Linked DNA regions of Mus musculus: all the other regions are linked to region 1. The links are chromatin contacts, called in public ChIA-PET, HiChIP or PLAC-seq, capture Hi-C and promoter capture Hi-C maps. All regions are on one chromosome and are shown on one strand. The core of a region is the stretch at or near the end of the contact, and the rest is flanking DNA. Distances in the headings are between cores, read along the strand shown. Region 1 holds the start of Mief1 (mitochondrial elongation factor 1). Region 2 holds the start of Mrtfa (myocardin related transcription factor A). Region 3 holds the start of Pla2g6 (phospholipase A2, group VI). Region 4 holds the start of Maff (v-maf musculoaponeurotic fibrosarcoma oncogene family, protein F (avian)). Region 5 overlaps Mrtfa (myocardin related transcription factor A). Region 6 holds the start of Csnk1e (casein kinase 1, epsilon). Region 7 holds the start of Adsl (adenylosuccinate lyase).

Region 1 (3,048 bases), core at 278-2,777:
CCCCTCCTGGAGAAGTTCAGTTTAAGGCTCACCAGGGTTCAAGAAGTAGAGTTTGAGTCCTGGCTGTGCCATCCCACTGCCCGGGCACTTAGCATAAAGTACAGTGGGCATCAGCTTCCTCATTGTAAAACAGAGATAACAAAGACATCATGAGAGTACTTACTACACAAGGTTATTTTGAGAACTGCTCCTAAAAAGCCCCTGTAATGGGACTCTACCAGACAGTGTGGCCTAGAGTAGTTAAAGACCAGGATTTATATCTGGATCCTGGTACCACCATATAAGCAGCATCACGCTGATTGGCCTTATTGTTTTAATTACTTTTTTACTTTTTTCTGTATGGGTATTTGCCTGCATGTTTGTCTACATGCCAGTTTGCCTTGAGAGTGTAACACTGTCATATCCTTAGACTGGAGTTATAATATATACAGTTGTGAGCCACCACAGAAGTGCTGGAAATTGAGCCTGGGTCCTCTGAAAAGCAGCCAGTGCTCTTAACCACAGAGACATCACTCTATCTCTTCTTTCTTTCTTTCTTTCTTTCTTTTTATTCTTTCTGTTTTTGCTTTCTTTTGCTTTTGTTTAATTTGGTTTCCTGATGCAGGGCCTCTCTACGGAGCTCTGGCTGTCCTAGAACTCACTCTGTAAAGCAGGCTGCCCTCAAACTCTGAAATCCTCCTGTCTCTGCCTCCTGAGAGCTGAGATGAAAGATGTGTGCCAAGTATGTGACATCATTCCCAAAAGGAAGTGATTTGCCCACTCACCAAAACAATCCAGACCCTAACTCGCTGGAATGAGGTGGGGGCGGGGGGGGGGGGTGTCTTACATGTGTGCACTTCAGGGCGTTCAGCAAACTTTGCCAGCACAGGGCCCAGGGCTCACCAACCTCAAAACTAGGCTGGAAGGAGGAATCCTCCCCATAACCCTATGAGGAAGAAACAGTTGTTGTATGAGCCTGTATGTGTTTCAGGGGTGAAGGGAGTTCCTGGATGAAAAACAAAAAATGATCTGAACTTTGGGCTCCAAGACAGAAGCAGTAGCCTCTGACCTTGCTAACTTCCAGCGCGAACCGGGGCAAGCCACCGCTGTCCCTTTTTCCTCAACTGCAGAACAGCTCCCCTTTGGCCCTGAGGGTCTTCCGGGATGCAAAAGATGCAGAAAAACAACGGAGGGCTGGAAGGAGAACGTCACGCAGGGGCTGGAACGAGGTCGCTGAGTGACTGACTACGGGCTCCGATCGGGGTACAACGCCCAGAGGACGGGAACGCAGACCCCGGGGCCAGGCTGGCTCTGTGGCTTGAGGCAACCGGGTCTTGAGGCGGGGCGGGGCGAAGCTTGGAGGCCCCGGTGGGAGCCGGTAGCCCCCAAACTGGCCCGAGCTCAAACGGGCGATCCCCGGCCGCCCTCATTCGCTCCCTCACTCACCCGCGGACCACGCGCTACCTTTCCTCAGGACTCGCCACTCGCCCAGTACCTCTCTCCGGGTCACCCATCAACATGGCCCCTCTACTTCCGGGGCACGACCTCGCTCGCGGGGCCGACGGAGACGCGACAGGGAGCGCGGAGGCGGGCGGAGGCGGAAGCACTTCCGGTCGGCCCCTCCGTAGCCTCCCTCCGGAGGCGGAGCCCGGAACTTAGTCCAGCGCTGCCCGTCGTGGGGCCCCGCCCACAGACGCAGCCCCGCCTCCTAGGTGACGTTACCTAGCTCCACGGCCCCTCCTCCGAAAGCGTTACTGTGCAGTCTCTGTGTAAACTCAGTGCTGGCTGGGTGTGGCTTAAGGGAGGAGCCGCAAGTCGTCGCCCTCCACCTGCTGCCTACGTCTGGCCTGCGAGAGGCTCTGACCACACTGAATTGATTACTTGACACACTGCATTTTGTCCAACCCAACCTCTCTGTTTGGTAGACTTCAGCATTCCAGTGTTACACTTGGGAAAATCGAGGCCGAGGGAGGCAGGGTCATTTGCACTGAAAGCTGAGCCCTGCAGAGGCTCACAGTGGGTCCAAGCTCAGTATTCCTCCAAAGTGTGTGGCTTTCCATTCTTTTAGGCCGCCCTACTTTGCTTTTTAAAGAAAGAAGTTTGTGACCCAAATAAATCTAGTTTGTGAAATTTCCAGCTAGAAGACCGGGTAACCTATCCCTCGGGACAGTCTCCTAAGTAGACGAGTTTTCCACTCGTAAAGGACAAGGAGACCCTCTGGGGGAGACCTTAGGATTACCCACTCACACACAGAGTCTCGGATGTCAGGATTACCTTTTCCAGATTCACTAACCTTCCCACACTCACCCCACTCCTGCCCCATGCTCCCAGTATAATGGGGGCTAAACATTAAAGTGTCTTCCAGCCCCCACATATCTGTGGTGTTTTGGAGACCAGAGACCAGCCAGCCGAGACACTGATGCAAACCTCAGGGTTCAGCCAGGTTTCACAGAGCATGGGCAATCTGGGATCCTCTGGACTGGGTACAGGACTGGACATAACTATCAACTCACATCATAAGGAAACAGGACCTTATAGGAATTGCAGCTCAAGGGGAACATTCATTTACCCAGGGCACAGGTTCAGGTACAGTAGGCATTTCACTGGTGAATGGATGGACTGTGTCTTAGTCAGGGTTTCTATTCCTGCACAAACATCATGACCAAGAAGCAAGTTGGGGAGGAAAGGGTTTATTTGGCTTACACTTCCATACTGCTGTTCATCACCAAGGAAGTCAGGACTGGAACTCAAGCAGGTCAGGGAGCAGGAGCTGATGCAGAGGCCATGGAGGGATGTTCTGTACTAGCTTGCCTCCCCTGGCTTGCTCAGCCCGCTTTCTTATAGAACCAAGACTACCAGCCCTGAGATGGTCCCACCCACAAGGGCCTTTCCCCCTTGATCACTAATTGAGAAAATGCCTTACAGTTGGATCTCATGGAGGCATTTCCTCAACTGAAGCTCCTTTCTCTGTGATAACTCCAGCTGTGTCAAGTTGACACAAAACTAGCCAGTACAGACTGGAAGGTCAAAGAAAGGTCAGGGGTCAGAGTGATCAAGTCTGTCTGGTTT
Region 2 (3,048 bases), core at 277-2,776, 960 kb before region 1:
TTCCTTGTGTCCAGCAGCTCTGTCCTTGCAAAAGCACAGCTATCTTGCAAGAGCCCCTCAAGACTGGGCTTGTTGACTGTAGATGTTCCTGCATTGACGGAAGGACTTAGGGGGGGCTTCTCTGAATCCTTGCTGGATCCCAGTTACCTCCTCCAACATCCCCCCGCTCATTGGGGAGAGGAATCTCTCAAGTCCTCAATTTTGCCCTAGCTGCTTGAGGTCTTGTGACTTGGCTAGAGTTGTGTAGATTATGGAAGTTTAACTGAACTGTGTATGTCATCTACGCAGCTATGGGGACATCATCATCCATGCTGGGGTGCAACTTTTTGGTGGTCTCGCTGCTTTGGGGGCCAGCCATGATTTCTTAGCAAGCCCAATAAACTCACTGGTTTTCCACGTTGGACTCTGGGGCAATCATACTTCAGTTTATCCAGTGGATGGTGGCCTAAAAGGAGGAGATAGACGGTTGTTTATATCTCCCAAGGGAAAGTGTTTCGGAAACACTAAGGCACCAAGTCCGAATTATTTCTCCTTTTCAGCGCTCTCCCCCTTTGTTGGGGGGAAGGGGTGGTGTTCCAGAAAAGGGGCCTCCATAGTGGCTCTTAGCAACTTGACCGGGTGGGCTTTAACTAGTCTCACCGCTTTAGTAGATAAGTCTCTTTAAATGTTGGATTTATGCAGTTATGCTCTCTCTCTCTCTCCCACACATACACCCACACACCCACACACACACAGACATACACACACTTTTAGGCTACACACCAGCAGTTTAGAATTTTAAAGTTGGAAGAGCCGCCCAGATTCATTTAGTGCAGTGAGGCCCCGGATAAAATCTGGGTTCATTCAACTCTTTCCCTCCAGCTGCAAGCGCTTCCGCTGTTGATAAATAATCTCAACAGTCTAGGCAGGTAGGTGTCAGTCCTTTTACCGGAGGAGAACCGACTCAGAGAAAAAAAGCGCTTGGCCACGGAAGGGCAGGGACATGACAGAGTTCAGGGCTCCAGGCCAGAGCGGCATTTATTGTGTCCTTTCGGGAAATGCGAATGTGAAATAATCGACTTGGGAGTCCCGGCGGAGCAAAGACAGGAGGAAGGACCAAGATGAAGACTGCAGGATTTTTGCATTAAACCTCCAGGCTGGGCACCGAACCCTAGGTAGCTAGCTCCGCGGTCACCCTTTGACAGGGTGATCAGATGTGTTACGGTTTCTTTAAGACCCAGACTCCGCCCCCCGGCTCATCGCCGACCTCCTCCCACCTCTTGGCGGCCGCTCCGCCAGTTCCAGACTTCCTTCAGCGATGAAGTCATCTCTCAGTTACCGATTGGCTGCGCTATGATGTCAGTCACAGAAGTCGCGCCGCCGTACTAGCCTCCCTCGTTCCTCTTCCTTCGGCGAACGCCCCCTAAATCGGGCTAGCCCTAACGGCGCTAGGTTTCTGATTGGTCGATACGGCTGTCGCTCCCAGGCGGGTAGGGGGGAGGGTGCGGAGGCGGGACCCGGAGTGGTGGGAGGGCCCGCAGCTTCCGTGGCTGAGTGGAGCCGGCGGCGGTCGTGTCTGCGGTGTCCCCGGCGGCAAGAACGACCGTCCCACCCTCCCCACCCCCTCGTTCCCGCTCGCCACGCTCCCTCGGCTTGCGCGGACCTCTCCCTAACTTGGTGCAGTCTGACTGGTACTAGAGGCTCGGGAGGATACGTGAGCGGCTGGCACCGGAGTGGGGCGAGCCGCGGAGCCCGGGCCAGGAGGCGAACGAGGCGGTGAGTGAGAGTTCGGGCAGGGTCCCCCTCCCCCACCGGCCCCGCCCCGCTCGAGCATCCTTTCTCCCCTCGACCCTTCCGCGTGTGCCCTGGACCGGCCGGCCGCTGTAGGCTCCGAGCCCGGGATTGCCTCCCGCAGTCCTCCACTCCAGTCCCGCCCTTTCCCAAGGGGCTGGGGTCTCAAAGCCCTGGTCACTCGACAGGACAGTCGAGTGCGACCGTGCACCTGTGCACCGCCTTGCAGGGCTGTGCTGGCTAGGGAGCAGCTAGGTTCCCGCCCTGGCTGCTCCCCGAGTGTGTGTAATCTGCTTGGGACCGACCGGTCGAGCGCTTTCTCCCGGCCCTTGTGCAAACCTGGAGGATCCAGGTGCAATCCGCAGGCTTCTCGTGGCAAGGAGGTTCACCTGGACCTGACGACCATATAGCAGCATGGGTGCCTCCAGGTCTGCAGGGCTCCGCAGATTTGAAACTTGACCGCCAAAGAAGTGTCCGTCTCGCGTGTGTGTGTGTGTGTGTGTGTGTGTGTGTGTGTGTGTGTGTGTATGTGTGTGTGACTGTTTGTCTATGTACCTTTGATGACTTCCGCCCTCCTCGCTCCATAAGAAAACACTAATACTATAGAGTGGTTAGTGCTGGAGCTTTCCCTGTTAGATTATCAAACCTACGTTTAGATTGCTTATCTGGAAAATGGAACTAACAATACCTATTACATTGGAATGCAGACAGTAAATGAAAGAATTCGTAATAAAACGCTTGGAATGGTGTTCAACACATACAAGGAAGGGATCCAAGAAAAGACGAGTATCCTGATGTTGAGAACTGCTGGATAGGTGTGTGAGTACAGTATAGCTTGTCTTTGTCAGGATTTCTCTTTGTTAGATGACAGAACCAAAGGACAGACTGGTGGTCAGTTTACTGCTTGCCCGAATACTTTGGCATAAAGTGTGTGAAGACTAAGAATGTGAACTTCATTACTTAAATATGATGAAATTACACCTATGCTTCATGGGTTCACATAGTTTTAAAATCCATAAAGTGTCCGGAATGTCCCCAAATTGTAAGTTTTCGAGATCTGAAGCCAAAGCCTGTAGCCTGATCTTTATGTTCAAGAAGTCAAACTTAAGGGCTTTACTGTAGAAGCCCCTTCCACCAAAAAAAGTCCACTTATGAAGTTTTATTGTTGAAAATGAACTGCCTTCCAGGGGTAAAATGGTACAGCCAACTGGCCCACAGCCCCATCCCTGTAGGGAGGGGAACCCTTGGCTGAAAGTTAAACTGAGTTTCATCTACTGG
Region 3 (3,048 bases), core at 259-2,758, 910 kb after region 1:
AAAAAAAAAAAGAAAGTAAAGGTTCAACCGAAGCTGGTAGACTGGAGATGGGGAAGAGAGCAGCTTAGTCCAAAGTAAATGAGTCACCAAACCCAGGCTCCTGGCTATTCTCCAGCAGTCCTTAAAATCAGCATTACCAACCATGTATTTATTCACTATTTATTTATTTATTTATTTATTTATTTATTTATTTATCTATTTACCTATCTATCTATCTATCTATCTATTTATTTATTTATTTATGGTATGAGTGCTCTGTGTGCATGTATGCCTGCATGCCAGGAGAGGGCACTAGATCCCATTACAGATGGTTGAGAGCTACCATGTGGTTGCTGGAATTGAACTCAGGACCTCTGGAAGAACAGCCAGTGGTCTTAACCGAGGAACCATCTCACCAGCCCCCGCGTTATTCACTTTAATTCCATCTATTGGAATTCCATGATAGTTAGGCATGAGGTCTGAGTCTTCTCAGTGACAATCACCTATTCCCAGACGCAACCGCAGCTACTTCTCAGCCTCACAGAGGTCATTCAAGTAAAATCCTACTAAAAGTGCTAAGATTCCTCCAGACATCCATTCATTTATTTATTGAGAGACAGAGTGCCAGGTTGGGATTCAACTGAACTAGTTGTGGCTGGGTTTGAACTCCTGATCCAGCATCCAAATGTTGAGATTGTACGTGTGCAATAACCACACCCAGAATTGCCTGGCATCTTGAGGTAGAGTTGGTAGGCAACAAATACAGTTTTATCACTTGCCACTAGGCTTGTTCGGGGGCTGGTTAGATACCTCAGTAGGAAAAGTGCTTGTGAAGTTGTCACAATGATCTGAGTTCGATACCCAGCACCCACGGAAAAAGGTAAATGTTTTAAACTTCAAAGCTGGGAAAGAGGAAACAAGAAGCCTCCTGGAGTTCCATAGCCAGCTAGGCTAACCCAGTGGGGGAGCTCCAGATTCAGTGGGAGACCCTATCTCAAAAAAAAAAAAAAAAAAAAAAAAAAAAAAAAAAAGCTTGTGGCACACACCAGGCAATCTGAGTTCATAGCCAGCTTGGTCTACAGAAACCCTATGTTGGCCACCACCCACCACACATATGCGCGCGCGTATTACCTCCCTCCCCACCTGAAAGTTTTTTTTATTTTGTCTTATTTCAACCTAACCGTTAATTCCATATTTTTATTTGCAATTTGGTTTGGGAGAACCTGGCAACATCAAAGCAGGCTCTTCCCGGTTATATCCTGTGGCTTTATTGATTTTCTTTCTTATTATCTTCATGTGTTGCCAGAAACAGAAAAGTTCAGAGTCCGAGCCACCCTGGATTCCTTGAGGTCGAAGGGAGCCGGGAACAGCCTCCTGCCCTTTATCAACACGTCAGCCAAACTGCCCTCACGAGAAACTTCCGCCCGCCCGAGGCATGGCCCCCATCAGCCACGCAGAATTGGCTTCAGTCAGAAGCCCGACCGCCCCCTGGCAACAGAAGCGGCTTCCATTGGGCAGTTATAGAAGATGGCGGCGCCTGACCGCGTGCGAGGTCCACGCTTGGGGTCGGGGCCACAGCCTGCCTGCGGCATGGGCTCGGTGGATTGGTGGAGAGCCGTAGTGTCGTCACGTGGGCGGGGCGCGTCAGTTTGCGGAAGTAGGAGGGCTGAGAAGTGCTGAGTAAGCCGAGGTGAGTGACGGCGCGGCGGGGGCGGGGCCTGACGGCCCTTTCCCAAACCTCCTGGTGCCCCTGTCTTGAATGTCGTCACCTGGACCCTGCTTAGGACCGGCCTCGTGTCTGCGACTCTGAGGCATGTCCTCCGTTAACTCCTATCTGGCCTCCTTGAGTGCTCCCGGCTTCTGTCCTTTCATCCCCTGGCGTCCCCAACTCCCATCCGGTGACCGCATTCTTCTCCGTTGCCGCCCTCAGTTTCCCAACTTCCAAAATCAACCCTTCTCCCAATTCATTGCCCGACTTTCACCCTGGACTGTCCACTGTCCCCAGCTCCTCTCTCTGCGCTTCTGAGTGCTCCTGGTTTTCTGCCTCATTGCCCGATTTCCCCCACGCCACCTGCTTCCTGCGTCCGTCCCTTTGTGCCCAACCCCTGAGCCCCCATTTCTAACTCCCTGCTTATCTTCTCTTGTGCCTCCGGTTTCCATTTGCTCCCCCGTGTGTTTTTCCCAGTTCTCTAGCCTCCAATCCTGGGTTCACCTCCAGCTCCCTCCGATGACCTGGAAGCTGGCGACTAGGAGCCTGTGACCCAGGTGACTGTGACTAGGGATTTGGGTGTGAGTGCGACTGGGAGGGCACAAGGGTTTATGGATCTCTGCCTGTATTTTTAATGGGCAGTTCACATGATCGCAAACAAATACCAATCCTTCCTCTAAAGTTCCCCCACCTGCCCTCTTGCCAGCCCGACAGGATTGGGCAGGTTTGGTTTGGCCTCGTTGAAGCTCCACCCTTAGACTAGTGCAGTGTTTTGTTCTGGTCTCTGCCTTCACGTGGTTCTGGAGCTTGGAGGCCATGCTCTGTTCTTGTCTGTTTTCTCACTGTGCCAGATAGGACTGAATTTTCTGCCCACATTAGTGACTGCCACGAGGCTCAGTATTTGAATGAGAAGATGTAGAAGACAAGGCTTGGTGACCAGTGTGGCCCTGTACAAGCTCCCTGCTTTGCTGTTGTTTCATAGGCAGGATGGAAAGGGCTGGGGGATAGGGAGAGAGAGGACCAAAGGGAGAGCATTCCCCTTTGTTCATGTTTTCAGTGTTTATTAATCACCCTGACAACCAGGCGCTTTTATTTCTGTTACCTTTATTCTCTGCTCCCTTTCCACTGAGCAAATATTGATGTAGCTAGCGCCCGCCCGCTGTTCCTGCTTAGCCTGGGGAAGGGAGGCCAGTGACCTCCTTTGCCAGGGTCATGCTAATACCTTTGGGGCTAGGTTTTCACTGTAGAGAGTCCCCAGTTTATTTATTTTTTTAAATTATTTTTATTTTATACATATGAATGTTTTTCCCGGATCTATGTAAGTACACTCCATGCATGCTGAATTCACTCGGATCTGGAAT
Region 4 (3,048 bases), core at 211-2,710, 890 kb after region 1:
TGAGTGGGATCACGGGGGTTCCCAGAACAGGTGTTCTCAGGCAGCGCTCCTCTCCCACATTAACCCTTCCCTCAGGAAGATCAGGGGTTAGCACTGGCTGCTGATCTTGCTGGGCATGGGTAGACTCCAGGTGTGCCAGCTGGCCCAGTATTTAAGTAGCCCTGGGGTCCAGGGTGGAAAGGGGGAGGATGACGGAGGGTGGAAGGGGCGGGAGAAAAATTCCAGACCTGGTGTGACCACCGATCGGTCTACACAGAGGTCCAGTCTAAGGAGTCCAACCTGAGGAGTGTGACAGTGGGCCTCATGCCATCCTCCTGGACCCAGCAGGTGCAGCCTCAGACACCCAGACCAACCACAGTCGCCAACAGAATAGTCCGGGAGCCTTGTGTTCTCCAATCTGTCACAAACTTTCTGGCCTTGCCTGTTTCTCCTGAGACTGGAAGAATGGGACAATCCAGGGGTGGACAGTCCATACTGAGCCGGAAAACTTGGGGCTAAGGAAGGACTCCCATGTACTAGGTTCCCAGATCCACCAGGTGGCCAGGAGAAGACTGGCTCGCTAACCTCTGCTCTATTCTAAGCTGCAGGCACCCGCGCTGGGCGAGGAACAAACACTGATGTCACATGGCTCCAGCCAGGGGAAACTCCAGAGACAACAGGGACCGGGCAGTCCCGGCTGGTGGAAAGGGGGAGGATGACGGAGGGTGGAAGGGGCGGGAGAAAAATTCCAGACCTGGTGTGACCACCGATCGGGCCACTTCCTTCGCTCGGGTCCTTATTCCGCATTTGCTCCAGTGGACACTGGTGCGCACCCACTTCAAGATACACTGGGCTAGTGTCAGTCTCCAAGGAGCGCGTGCGGCCACACACACAAACACACACCCCGAAGTACACCGTGTGCACGCAGCCCGCAGAACTCAGGACGCTCCCCAAAGAACACAGCCGCACGCACGCCACCGGGAGACGTAAACAAACCGCGCACACAAGGTGCTGGGCGCGGCTCCAGGGACTGTTCTCACCGAGTCACGTACGTGCACGCCCCGCCCCCGCCCCCGCCCCGGCTTCCTCCGGGGCCCGCGCACCGCCTCCCAGCCAGCCCCTCGGAGGCCCCTCCGGGAGCTGATGTTAAGGGGGCGCCGAAGGGGCAGGAGGACCACGCGCCGCCCAGGCAGGACCCGGAGCTCACACTTCTGGAGCTCGGTCCCCGTCCCTGACGCGTCCTTACCGCTCTCCGCCAGGCCCGGCGCTCAGTGCGTGCTTGTCGCGGCTGTCGCGGTGGCGGTCCTTGGCCGCTCTCGAGCCCCACTCCTCTCCGATCGGGACCGCAGTTCACTAGGAACCCGGCTCCGCGCAGCGCCGCTCCGAGTTTTGTTATGGGGCAGGCGGCGAAGGGGGCTGGAGCCGCGCGCAGTTGTAAGGCGAGCTTCCCGGAATTACTCACGCACAGGATTCCTTTCATTCATAAAAACCCAGTCATGCAGTGACGTCACCGCCCCAGCCGCCAGCAAGCCCCAGAGCGGCCGCCTGGAGCCGAGACCCCGCCCACGCCCGAGTGAGGCGCCGCCCCCAGTAGACCCCGCTGTAGGAGCCCACAGCCAGAGCCGCCACGGTTCTCCGTGCTGGGACTGTGTCCTCTGGATGCATTCACGTGACACCTCTGGAGAACGGCGTGGGTGGAGGTGTCATTTGCTTTGCTTTACAGTTCACTGTCTGGCCTCTTCTCTCGTCGATCTACATCCTTTGTCCGGATGACCTCATCCAGTCTCGTGGTTTTAAGTGCCTTCTCTGTACCTGTGAACCGTAGGTTTGTATTTCCGAAGCCACAGCAATTGCCTACCCCTGGTCTTCACGTGGTGTCGGCTCCATATCTTCAACCCTACCTCCACTCGCCCCAGGGACGCTTTCCCTGTGGGTCGATGTGCTTGCTTGTTACTAAACTCTGATGCCTAACGTTCAGACCCCACAACTTCCAAGGTGGAAGGAGACAATGACTCCAGAAAGCTGACCTCTGATCTCTACGTACTTAGAGCGGTGGAATGGGTCCATTCACACACAGACACATAACAAATAAGTGAATTTAAGGAAAACACAAGTTATAAGAAAAAGGTGTTCAAAAAATTTACCTCTGAACTCAAGTTCTCAATTCTAGAAAATACACAATCCTGTTCACCACCCTCCCCCACCCCCCACACACCCTTTTCCTACCTTCTAGAGAGCTGAGGCTGTGCCTGGCAAATAGTAGGTGCTCAACTAATGAAGAAATCCAGTAGACCTGTATGACAGTGAGGACCCCATGTGGCTAGATCCATCGCCCACATCCTCAGCCTAGGAGAACAGGGAGCCAGGCTTCTGCATCCACACCCTACTGCCCACAGAAGTCGATCTTTTGGTAATGGCCAAGCAATGTTGTGCAATGCTGCGTTTAGCAGTGGGGTTGGCCTTCTCACACTGTCTTTCCAGTGGCAGAGTCATGAGACGCCCCGCAAAAAATGGTATCCTGGGAGAAGAGGCTTCAGAGCTCAAGTGGCTGGAGGAGAGAATGATTTGGGATCTATCACATCTTTTTATCTTTCAGTGAGATCTTTGCCCATGTCACTGATCTTTCTGGTAAGAGGGACTGGTGGGTAGAATGAAGGTGAGAGAGCTGAGGCCTCCCTGTTGGCTGTCCTGCCAGACTGCACACTGTCACCCCCTCTACCAAACTCTGAGTCACAGGATGAAACAAGGCTACCAGACCCAGGACCCGTGAAACCTCGGAGTTCTTGCTCACTTGAGATGAAAGGGGAGACCGGTTGAGGGTGTCACTTCCATCCCCTCTGACAGCCTGCAGAGGAAGGCAGGTCAGTGTGGGCACTTGTCTGGACCCTGGCCTGCTCAGGTTACTCTTTGTTTGATAAGCTGCCTTCCTGAAAGACCTGGCCTGAGGCCACTCCCACTGCCTAAGTCTGGGACATCTTCAGCATTTAAACAGAGCAAGCCTGGAGTGTTCACACTGGTAGAAATTAAGAGACAAAAGCAGAGAAACCTGCCTTTTCTTTTCTCTTCCTT
Region 5 (3,048 bases), core at 328-2,827, 810 kb before region 1:
CCTCTCCTTCTCTCTCCCTCCCTTCTTTCTTCCCTCCCTCTCTCCCTCTCTCAAGACAGGGTTTCTCTGTGTAGCCCTGGCTCTCCTGGAACTCACTTTGTACACCAGGCTAGCCTGCAACTCAGAGATCTCTCTGCCTCTGCCTCCTGAGTGCTGGAATTAAAGATGTATGCCAATTCAATTTTTATAGCCAAGGTAGGCTTTGAATTTTTGATCCTCCTGCCTTAGTCTTCTGAGTAGCTGCCCCTAATTCCTGTCATTAAATGCCTGCTATAATAAAATACAAATAACATTTTTTCTTTTTTGAGACAGACTTTTACTTTGTAGCAACCCCAGGCTGATGTGAAAATTTTAACTGTCCTTTGCCTCAGCCTCCAAAGGCTGGGAGAATATAGGTATGAGCCACCATGCTTGGCTTAATAAGACTTTTTTTTTTTTAATTAAATTTATAGGAGTTTGTAAATTAGCAGGGGGGATATTCAGAGGTAACCACGCACAGCACCCAACATCACTGTTCAGGTAAAGTAGCTTAGGTGACCCAACGTAATTCTGAATATAGTGGAGAATATAGAGAAGAAGAGAAAAAGAAAAAGAGAGTGGACATTTTCAAGCAAAAATGAAATTTTAAAGGTGAGGGAAAGTCCATGGTACTTAAGGAAGAGTAAAATTTAACATTCTCGTTGGGGTGTCTCACCCTAGGGAATCGTGCCTGGAAGTCCCCATTGCAGCCTGATGTGACATAAGAGCAGAAGGAGGCAAGCAAGCTTGCTAACAGGACAGGGAAAGGAACTTGGAACATAAATCATAATTTTGAGAGAAAGAGAAGTTCTGCTTGTTCCTGTGACCTTGAAGCGTAGGCAAGAGCCCAGCCAGCGTCCTCCCATCCTTGGGTGCCTCTAAAAATCGCTGCGTAGAAAAGGCCCGTGTTAGTACACCACTGTTCCTAGTATTTGTAGGTTACCCTCAGATATGACTTTCAGGGCCCTGCAGTTGAAACCTGTTAGACAGAAGGGGACTTGCTGTGGGCTCTGGGATCCTCCTAACCCTCCCTAGACATTTTCTTAGCATCGTAACCACAGCTATGCTAGTTGATCCTTTGAGTAGTGTATAGTTGTAAAGATGGTTGATGTTTAATTTGATAAAGATCCCTGTTGTTTCATTGAGCAGTGTTGCCAAACAGAGCTAGGAGCGACACCTGTCTCCACTAGCCCGATGTACACTAAGTCGTAGCTCTTGGGTGTCTCCTCTCAGCAGAGAAAGCCCTGTGTGAAAACAGAAGCATGTGGACGGCAAGATACCTTGTAGTCTAGAGGAATGTGGTGTGTGTGAAAGTAGCCATACTTTTTAGATTGTGGTCTCTGTGCAGAGTGCATTTGTTCAACATGCTATGTGCAAACACTTAGAACTTATACAGCTCTTTGTGCTGGGCGCTGGCCCCATTAGACTTTCTTTGAGCTTAGAACTGGTTGGTGTTTCTCAGTCCCAGGAGGAAGGCTGAGTTCTGTAAGGTTTAAGCAAGAGGCAAGACTGGTAGTTTGTGGATTGTTATCACCCTGCAAGACTCTTCGCAACTTCCTCTTGCCGCCCACAGCAGAATGCGGAAACCCTGCTGTGTCAGGCCACTTCTGCAGTTACCCACAGTTGCAGTTTGGGATCCTCCTTTCATACCATAGGCTACCTTTTAGACTTTGCTGCATTTGAGAATGTGTCTGCTGAGGTGGAATGGCTGACTAACCTGCATCTGTCTTCTCTTCTTGCCACCATGCAGTGCTGCAGTTGAAGCTCCAGCAGCGGCGGACCCGGGAGGAACTGGTGAGCCAAGGGATCATGCCGCGTAAGTGTCTCTCGGTGTTTGTACACTTGCTCCTTGGGTTGGCTTGGCTCCTCGGTGGCATAGGAGCACCCTACAGAGCAGGGGTCAGGGGTCTCGTTCCAGTCTTACCCGCCTCTTACTTTTCCATCAGGAGTCCTTGATGGATGGAACAGGTTGTCAATTGCCCAGATTCATCATGTTCAGTGAAACAAGCAGTGCTAGGCTTCCAGCAGGTCGGCAGATAGCCCCGTGCCTTTGAATTGCCTCTTTCCTGGGTTCCCAGCATCCCTTCATGGGAGGAGCAGGGGCTGCTCTGTTCACATCCACTTCACCTCTGTGCTCAGCTGTTAGGAAGAAACCTCTCCTCTCCCCTTGCAGACAGGTACCGTCAGTGAACTACAGTTTATTTTAGAGCTGTGAGGCACCCATGGCGGATACGCGTGTGTGTATGCCTGGATGGAGCTGTTGGTGAGCTGTTCTGACACTGGGCCAGTGTCTGCATCCCTGGGGTAGAAGTGAAACCACGCCTTAGACTCTGTTAGAGACAAGAAAGCCTGTTTTGAATACTAAGAGCACCGTAGACAGTGAAGGCTAGAACCAGGGTCTTGCTCTTCTGACATGTCTTCATGAGTTCTCAGCAGATCATACAAGCTTCCGTCCCCTGGTGGTATGTCGTCACCACTCGGCTCCACCCTGAGGAGGAAGACAGCGAGAGAGCGCACACACACACACACACACACACACCCCAGCAGCATCTGCTGTCATGATGTTTCATGGTCTCCCCCACATGTTACTGCCCACTGTCCCGTTGCCCCGCTGCCATCCATGTTGTTGGCCACTCACTCAGAGGAATCATGTGTGCAGCTACAGTGAATCTGCCCCTGCAAGAGTGGAGGGAGGAAGTGGAGACAAAGGAAGAAGATAATATTACACCTCTTAGTAAGTGTGATGTAGTAAATTAATGGTGGTGGATGTGTTTACAGTTAACAGGAAAAAGTTGGAGACACAGCCGGGCGTGGTGGCGCACGCCTTTAATCCCAGCACTCGGGAGGCAGAGGCAGGTGGATCTCTGAGTTCGAGGCTAGCCTGGTCTACAAAGTGAGCTCCAGGACAGCCAGGGCTATACAGAGAAACCCTGTCTCGAAAAACCAACCAACCAAACAAACAAAAAACAAAACAAAAAAGTTGGAGACACTTTGGATAAACCGGCAAACTCATTCCTATAGTTTCATCAT
Region 6 (3,048 bases), core at 334-2,833, 790 kb after region 1:
AAGAAGGGGAGGAGAGTGGCTTTAGGCAGCGCTGGCTGAGTTCCATCTCCAGACAGGTTCACCCTTGATCCATACCCCCGCGTGAGGGCTGAGGTACCTCCAATTCCCTTTCTGGAAACCACAGAGTGAACATCAACTCTGTCTGCTGTCCTCACTGGAGAGGGTTAAATGAGCTGAATGCCTCTCCTGGCGCTGCAGCAGAACAGGCCTACGTTTGGAAAGCTGGGCCCATGTTGGAAGGTTTGGGTGGTAACATTGCTAGGAGGACATTGATGCTTGCTGTGTTCTGCTCAGTCTTGCCAAGGCCCCACGGCCTGGGCTCTGACCACTGAGGCTGACTGCTGTCCAGACCAGCTGCCTCTGGTGAGGATTTGTGCCCTGCGTGGCCAAGGCTTCAGGAGAGAATGCGGGCCTGTCATACAAAACCTGCCAATTGTGAATCAATTGACAAACGCAAAGCCAAAAAGCACCAAGCGGGCCATGCTCAGTCCACCACCTGGGCAGAGAGAGCCAGTTGCCCGGTTTACCATCACAGAGGCCTCTGGAGGCAGCTCCTCCTCATTCTCCTGGTCTTCTGATCGGCATCCCCAGGTCCACCAGATGAACATGGCCATCTTGCTGGGCTGTGTGGGCCTGGGCAGACCTTTTGCCCTCTCTGGGCCACAGTATCCTGCCCTCCTGCCCTGTGATAGGACCTGGTCTATAGGTCTCCCAGCAATCTCCTCAGCCTCGGGGAGAAGATGCGGTTATTATGAAGTGACTCTTTCTGAGATGTGCTTCCGGGGTGATCAGAGGTACTATGTCCACAGTAACAGTTGTGTGTGTGTGTAGAGAGAGAATGTAGGTGTGTCATAAGTTGGAGCTTTGCATGACCCACTGTAAATATCATTTTAATAGCCTTGTGCTGGGACCTTCCATGGTGGAGCTGGAAGCTGGTGGGAAGCCTTCATTAACTCTCCCATGACCTGGGAAGGCTATGGTCCTTCTTCCTCGTTTGCAGTTAAGGACATTCAGGCATTGTCTGGGGGATGACTTTGTTGAATGAGCACCTCTGGGTCCCTGACTCACGTGTGAGTTCTTGGTGAGGGGCAGGGGGCTCAATGGGTGAAACTACGTTGGAATCTGAGGGACTGTCACAGTGGATCTGAACGGCAGAGGACAGAGCAAAGAAAAGTGTCTGCCTGGAGTTTTCTCTGACCACACATCCTTGGTCCTTGTCCACGCCCCTCAGTCCCTATGCTTTATTCCCAAAGCCCCTGGCCAGTGTTCTCTACAGCCTTCAGGCTACTGAGCCCTAAATCTCTTTTGCAGTGCCAGGAGTCTCAGCTGATTCTCTCGGGGGTCCCCGCAGCTTTGGCTGGAGATAGGGCAAGGCCTGAGTATAGGAAATCTTAGTTTTGTGTGCCCCTCACCCAGGGTGGCAGCGTCAGAACACGCTCTCCGGGGGCTGCGGGCCCTTTAAATCCTCCGGGGCGGCGGCGGCGGGCGGGGGATGACATCAGCGGGCGGGCCCGGGGCTCAATGGGAACCGCGGGGACGCGCGCGCGGGTAGGGAGCGCGCGAGCCGGCGGCGGGGGCGGGCGGCGGGAGGCGGCGGAGCGCGGAGCCTGAGCCCGGCCGGGCCGAGCGCAGCGCAGCGGGCCGGGGAGAGGCTGGCGCGCCCGCGGCCCGGCGAATCCTCTGGCATCCGCCCCGGCGGCCGCCCCGGCGCGGTGAGCATCGGGGGCCGGGGAAGCGGGGTTCCCTCCGCCTCTTTGTGTTTTCTTTTTGCGCGAGCGCGGGGCGGACACGCGCATCCGCGCAGGGCTGGGGGCGCCGCCCGTGAGGACAAAGGCGCGGCCGGGGACGCGGAGGGGACGGGCGCTTCGCAGGCCGCCGGGTGCACCGAGGCGGCCCCGGGTTGGGGCGGGGGACCTGCGGCAGGGGCCTGGCTGGGGTCCCGGGGGCGCTCGGGTTCCGGGCCGGCCTCGGCCCCTCCTCTGTGTCCTGGGCTCCGGGTCACCGAGGCCGTTCTCGCGTAGGGTGGGGGCGCGCGGGGGTCCTAAGTGATGGGGTGCGTGGTCACCCGGGCCACCGGCTTTGTTTTCCTTTGTGGCGAGAAGAAGGGAGGGGGTTATTTATCGCTTGGCTTCTCATTGCGGTGTGCGAGACAGCCTTGTGCTTCAAGCCTGTGAAAGCTGGGTGCCTGGGCGCCTCAGAGGCAGGGCTGCGACTTAGGCCACCCCCTCCCCCTACTTTGTCCAGAGTTTCCCCACATATTTCTTAGCATAGCCTCCCTTTGGAAAGGGGGTCTAGAGAGAGAGAGAAGGGGGTGCAGTTCCAATGAATACTTGCGTTTGGGACGCCTTTCCTAGGTTTAGGGCATTCCTTCAGTTTTTATTCTACTGATTCATTGACCAGGGTCTTGGCCCTGTGGAAGGTGGGTGGTGTGTGTGTCAGGAGGTGTGTGTGTATGGCAGGGTGACACGGGACTGCCCATGTGCCCAGCTGCTTGTAGTTGTAATTTTTCTAACCAGCTGAGAAGTCTTGACTCCTCATGGCCACCCCCCCCTTTTTTTAACTTTGTTTATTCCCCTCCCCCACCCCTCCCGTAAGGGACAGAGTGAAGAATTGGAAAGCTACTCTGATTTCCTGAAGGAGCCCCCACCCCAAAGTCAATTTCTTGGGGTGGCGGTGGAGGGGGGCTTTTAAGTGGAGGAGGGCTGGGACACGCTAGACTCCAGGGCTCTGGTCTCCAGGGTGGGGAGACCCTGGCGTTGGTAGGGTCCTTCAGGGTTGGTGATTGTGCAGAGAGCCGTGAGTGGAGAGGGGCTTGGGGGGTCATGTGCAGTGTATTTATGTAAGACTCCCAGACAGAGGGCACTGGTATTTATATAACCTGGCGTGGGTATTTATGTAATATAGGATGCAGTATATTTATGTTCCTTTCCTAACCTGTGGCTTTCCCAGATGCCATGTATGGTCTCTGAGTCGGCGTTAGTGGAAACCCGGCTTTGGGGGGGGGGGGTGTTTGTGAGTACACAGCCAGCCCCCCCTTTCCTGTAGGGA
Region 7 (3,048 bases), core at 190-2,689, 710 kb before region 1:
GTTTGTGTGTGTGTGTGTGTGTGTATGTGTGTGTGTGTGTGTGTGTTTGAGCCAAGGTCTCAGTGTGCTGTTCTGGCTGGCCTGGAACACGCTATATAGATGAGGTAGGAGGTAGGCCTCAAACTCACAGAAACTCACCTGCCCCTGCTTCCCAAATGCTGGGGGTGGGGTGGGGGTGTTAACACATGTGCTGGGGAGATGGTTCAGCAAATAAGAGTCCTCATTGCTCCTGCAGAGACCTGACTCTGGTTCCCAGCACTCACGTGGCTGCTCAAAAGCACCTGTAACCCCAGTTCCACAGCATCATCTGACCTCCAGTGGCGCCTGCACTCACACAAGCCCATATCCACATGCAGCCACAGAACTACACAGAAAAATAATCCTTTCATGCTAAGTATCACATCTGCCTCTCGCTACTAAGTTGGTGCTCTAACAGATGATCCATATTCACAGCTGTGTATGCGTCAAGCAATTTGTAGACCAGATAAACCTTACACTTCAGTTTCAGCTTGAGGGCACTTACAAGCTAAGGAGACACTGGCAACGGTAGTAGAGACAGAGAAAGGCAGAGAGAGAGAGAGAGAGAGAGAGAGAGAGAGGAAGAAGAAGAGGAGGAGGAGGAAGAAAAAGAAGGAGGAGGGAGGAGGAAGGGAGGGAGGGAGGAGGGACGAGAGGACAAGAAGGCAAGAACACAAGAAACAATTTTGAAGGCACCAAATAAGCTTTCCCAAAGGCAGAAAGCAACCAACAGGCCGACCTAGCTGTGATGCCCATGAACTACAACAACCAGCCCGGCATAACAATCCTAAGGGTGCATTTCGTGGTGGTTATGCCCTCCTCGTGCTCATGCGAAAAATGACCATCAAGTTTGCAACGTACTTTTTAAAAGAATAATCTACTTGTTTTCTGTGTGTGTGTGTGTGTGTGTGTGCATGTGTGAGCGCACAGAAGTCGAAGGACAACTAATAGAAGTCAGGTTTCGCCTTTCTCACCATGCTGAACCCGGCTCAAACTCATGTCGGATAGCTTGGCGGGAAGCGCCTTTCCCCCTGAGCCTGCAAAGGTATAAGTAGCATTCCACTTGAAATGCGCTGTGGGAGGACGCAAACACACATAGCCTTGCCCAAACCGAAGTCCTCCAAAGGATGTGCAGGGCTCTGGGACTGTTGCCGAGGCAACAGGTGCTCGGGCCGTGACCTCCCTCGGGACAAGAGGCCCGGCCAGTTACCTGTTCGGCCTCCGCCAGCCACAGCCACAGCTGCCGCCACGTCTGGAACTTGTACCTGTCGCTGAACAAGAAACACATCTCGCGGCTGGCGTAGCGGGCCGCCAGCGGAGAACGGTAACTTTCAGCACTGCCAGGGTCGCCGGATGCAGCCATTTTCAACACGCGACCAGGACGCGGCGGACACCAGCAGCAGGGCCAAAAGCGGAAGGGTGGCGTGCGTGGGGCGGGACTTCCTCCCAAGGCCCCGCCCCGTGTGTAACGCCGGCCTGGAAGGCGAAGATGGTTCAAGTTTGGCTCGTCGCCCCTGAGGGTCAACGCTTTTCTCTTGGTTTCTACGAATCTCTGCCCCACGCTGTGCCTCCTCAGTTTTTCCATCTGAGGAAGGCACATTAAGACCCGCGTTTAACCCAGAAAGGAAAGTTGCAGAGGCATTCGGAGGGACGCCAGGAAGGCGCCCTAGTGGACACTTGGAGTACTGCAGTCCCGCTGGAGACAGGCTCAGCTGGAGACCGAAACTCTTAAACCGCGGTGCTGGTTCCGATCTCCGGAAAGCAGCCTGTCAGAATTATTCCACGCGTGGTGGCTCGAGAACAAAAAATTCAAAGTTTTTGTATCAGAATAAAGCTGAAAATAGCATACATTAAAAAAAAATAGCCGGGCGTGGTGGCGCACGCCTTTAATCCCAGCACTCGGGAGGCAGAGGCAGGCAGATTTCTGAGTTCGAGGCCAGCCTGGTCTACAAAGTGAGTTCCAGGACAGCCAGGGCTATACAGAGAAACCCTGTCTCAAAAAAAACAAAAATAAAAAAATAAATAATAATAATAATTTGAGGTCAGCCAGGTCTCCAGAGCGAGTTCCAGAACAGCCAGAGAAAACCTGTCTACAAACAAACAAACAAACAAACAAACACAAAACAGAAAACAAAAAGCCTCGTCCAGCAACATAAAGAGACCCACACGAGGCATGGTACATTAGATCTGAACACTGCTCCCTCTTCCCCACACAACCGCTCCTTAGTGTCTCCTCTTCCTGAGCTTAAGACTTAGCTGTTGCCAGAATAGTTTGTACATCAGATAAACCTACCAGACACCTGCGCCCAAGGTCCTCGATTGGATTGGAGGCTGTGGGCCGATGTATGCTGAAAAGAACGTGTTCCTGGAACTTTGTACTCTGGACTGATTCGGGGGTATAGTTGCTTGGATATGCTGTAGCAGCTCACTGTTCTCTTCCACAGAGATCCTTGCAGAGCCAATCCTTCCCAGGCTCCAGGCTCCAGGCTCCAGGCTCCAGGCTCCAGGCTCCAGGCTCCAGGCTCCAGGCTCCAGGCTCCAGGCTCCAGGCTCCAGGCTCCAGGCTCCAGGCTCCGTAGTGCTCTCTCCCGACTCTGCTTCACTTGGCCTCTGGTTACTTTTCCTCATTAAACCGTAGCTTCAGCTGTTAGCTTTCTACTTGGTCCTGTTTCCTTTTCTGACTTTATTTTTGCGAGACAGAGTGATACACTGTAGCCTTAACTGGCCTGGGACTCACTATGTAGAGATCTGTCTGTCTTTGACTCCTGAGTGCTCAGATTAAAGGCATGGGTCACCAGCCCAGGTGGTTTTGTGGTGGTTGTTGTTTGGTTTTTGTTTTTTAATGCATGGACTTCTGCTAAATATCATCAGCTACCTTAGTTCTGGTTACTGTGGAGGCCCCTGCTTTTTGGCTTGTCTCCTCACTAACCACTCCCAGCAACTCCATGGATGTCGGTCCAGTCCCTTTGGCAAGTTATTTAATCTCTTGGCAGTTAGAATTCTTGCCTGAAAACTATGGCTGATGCCCCC

The links. Promoter capture Hi-C pulls out the DNA fragments that hold promoters and counts their contacts. ChIA-PET counts read pairs in DNA pulled down with a chosen protein or histone mark. HiChIP or PLAC-seq counts read pairs in DNA pulled down with a chosen protein or histone mark. Capture Hi-C pulls out chosen DNA fragments and counts their contacts.
Region 2: a contact with region 1 is called in a promoter capture Hi-C map of pre-B cells, with 7 times the contacts expected there. The contact joins the promoter of Mrtfa here to the promoter of Mief1 in region 1. A contact is called at or near these places in 7 of 39 promoter capture datasets (embryonic stem cells, hematopoietic stem and progenitor cells, hippocampal neurons and 3 more), 1 of 484 Hi-C or Micro-C datasets (B cells), 1 of 115 datasets of contacts at active chromatin or transcription factors (large pre-B cells) and 1 of 9 other capture datasets (liver).
Region 3: a FOXA1 HiChIP or PLAC-seq map of pancreatic cancer cells shows a contact between it and region 1. The contact joins the promoter of Pla2g6 here to the promoter of Mief1 in region 1. A contact is called at or near these places in 2 of 39 promoter capture datasets (erythroid cells and pre-B cells) and 1 of 115 datasets of contacts at active chromatin or transcription factors (pancreatic cancer cells).
Region 4: a promoter capture Hi-C map of liver shows a contact between it and region 1. The contact joins the promoter of Maff here to the promoter of Mief1 in region 1. A contact is called at or near these places in 1 of 39 promoter capture datasets (pre-B cells), 1 of 115 datasets of contacts at active chromatin or transcription factors (memory CD8 T cells) and 1 of 9 other capture datasets (liver).
Region 5: a contact with region 1 is called in an RNA polymerase II ChIA-PET map of memory CD8 T cells, with 83 read pairs. The contact joins the enhancer-like site here to the promoter of Mief1 in region 1. A contact is called at or near these places in 1 of 39 promoter capture datasets (neutrophils), 1 of 484 Hi-C or Micro-C datasets (B cells), 5 of 115 datasets of contacts at active chromatin or transcription factors (T-cell acute lymphoblastic leukemia, embryonic stem cells, large pre-B cells and 2 more) and 1 of 9 other capture datasets (adipose tissue).
Region 6: a contact with region 1 is called in a FOXA1 HiChIP or PLAC-seq map of pancreatic cancer cells. The contact joins the promoter of Csnk1e here to the promoter of Mief1 in region 1. A contact is called at or near these places in 2 of 115 datasets of contacts at active chromatin or transcription factors (bone marrow-derived macrophages and pancreatic cancer cells).
Region 7: a contact with region 1 is called in a capture Hi-C map of macrophages, with 6 times the contacts expected there. The contact joins the promoter of Adsl here to the promoter of Mief1 in region 1. A contact is called at or near these places in 10 of 39 promoter capture datasets (the 3T3-L1 cell line, the SN4741 cell line, cranial neural crest and 6 more), 2 of 484 Hi-C or Micro-C datasets (bone marrow-derived macrophages and embryonic stem cells), 8 of 115 datasets of contacts at active chromatin or transcription factors (astrocytes, bone marrow-derived macrophages, differentiating embryonic stem cells and 5 more) and 5 of 9 other capture datasets (adipose tissue, embryonic stem cells, liver and 2 more).

What each region holds. Positions count from the first base shown.
Region 1 is chr15:80,232,559-80,235,606 of GRCm38.p6, reverse strand. It overlaps Mief1 (mitochondrial elongation factor 1), which reads right to left and starts at 1,527. Exons shown (of 6, transcript NM_178719.5): 1 at 1,426-1,527.
Region 2 is chr15:81,189,214-81,192,261 of GRCm38.p6, reverse strand. It overlaps Mrtfa (myocardin related transcription factor A), which reads left to right and starts at 1,526. Exons shown (of 14, transcript NM_001082536.2): 1 at 1,526-1,755. It overlaps 4930483J18Rik (RIKEN cDNA 4930483J18 gene), which reads right to left and starts at 1,409. Exons shown (of 2, transcript NR_015603.1): 1 at 1,257-1,409; 2 at 1-445.
Region 3 is chr15:79,326,831-79,329,878 of GRCm38.p6, reverse strand. It overlaps Pla2g6 (phospholipase A2, group VI), which reads left to right and starts at 1,508. Exons shown (of 17, transcript NM_001199023.1): 1 at 1,508-2,244.
Region 4 is chr15:79,345,932-79,348,979 of GRCm38.p6, reverse strand. Maff (v-maf musculoaponeurotic fibrosarcoma oncogene family, protein F (avian)) reads right to left here and starts at 1,460. Exons shown (of 3, transcript NM_010755.4): 1 at 1,226-1,460.
Region 5 is chr15:81,044,075-81,047,122 of GRCm38.p6, reverse strand. Mrtfa (myocardin related transcription factor A) reads left to right here. Exons shown (of 14, transcript NM_001082536.2): 3 at 1,769-1,834. Among named protein-coding and RNA genes, the nearest start is that of Sgsm3, 68 kb to the right of the region's middle. Within about 2 kb of position 1,577, at least 134 of the 459 cell types and tissues checked have an H3K27ac peak or open chromatin away from gene starts, as enhancers often do. A contact at or near this core is called in B cells, T-cell acute lymphoblastic leukemia, adipose tissue and 2 more, where this site is marked.
Region 6 is chr15:79,440,592-79,443,639 of GRCm38.p6, reverse strand. Csnk1e (casein kinase 1, epsilon) reads left to right here and starts at 1,583. Exons shown (of 11, transcript NM_013767.6): 1 at 1,583-1,712.
Region 7 is chr15:80,946,881-80,949,928 of GRCm38.p6, reverse strand. It overlaps Adsl (adenylosuccinate lyase), which reads right to left and starts at 1,439. Exons shown (of 13, transcript NM_009634.6): 1 at 1,229-1,439. The coding sequence starts at 1,381.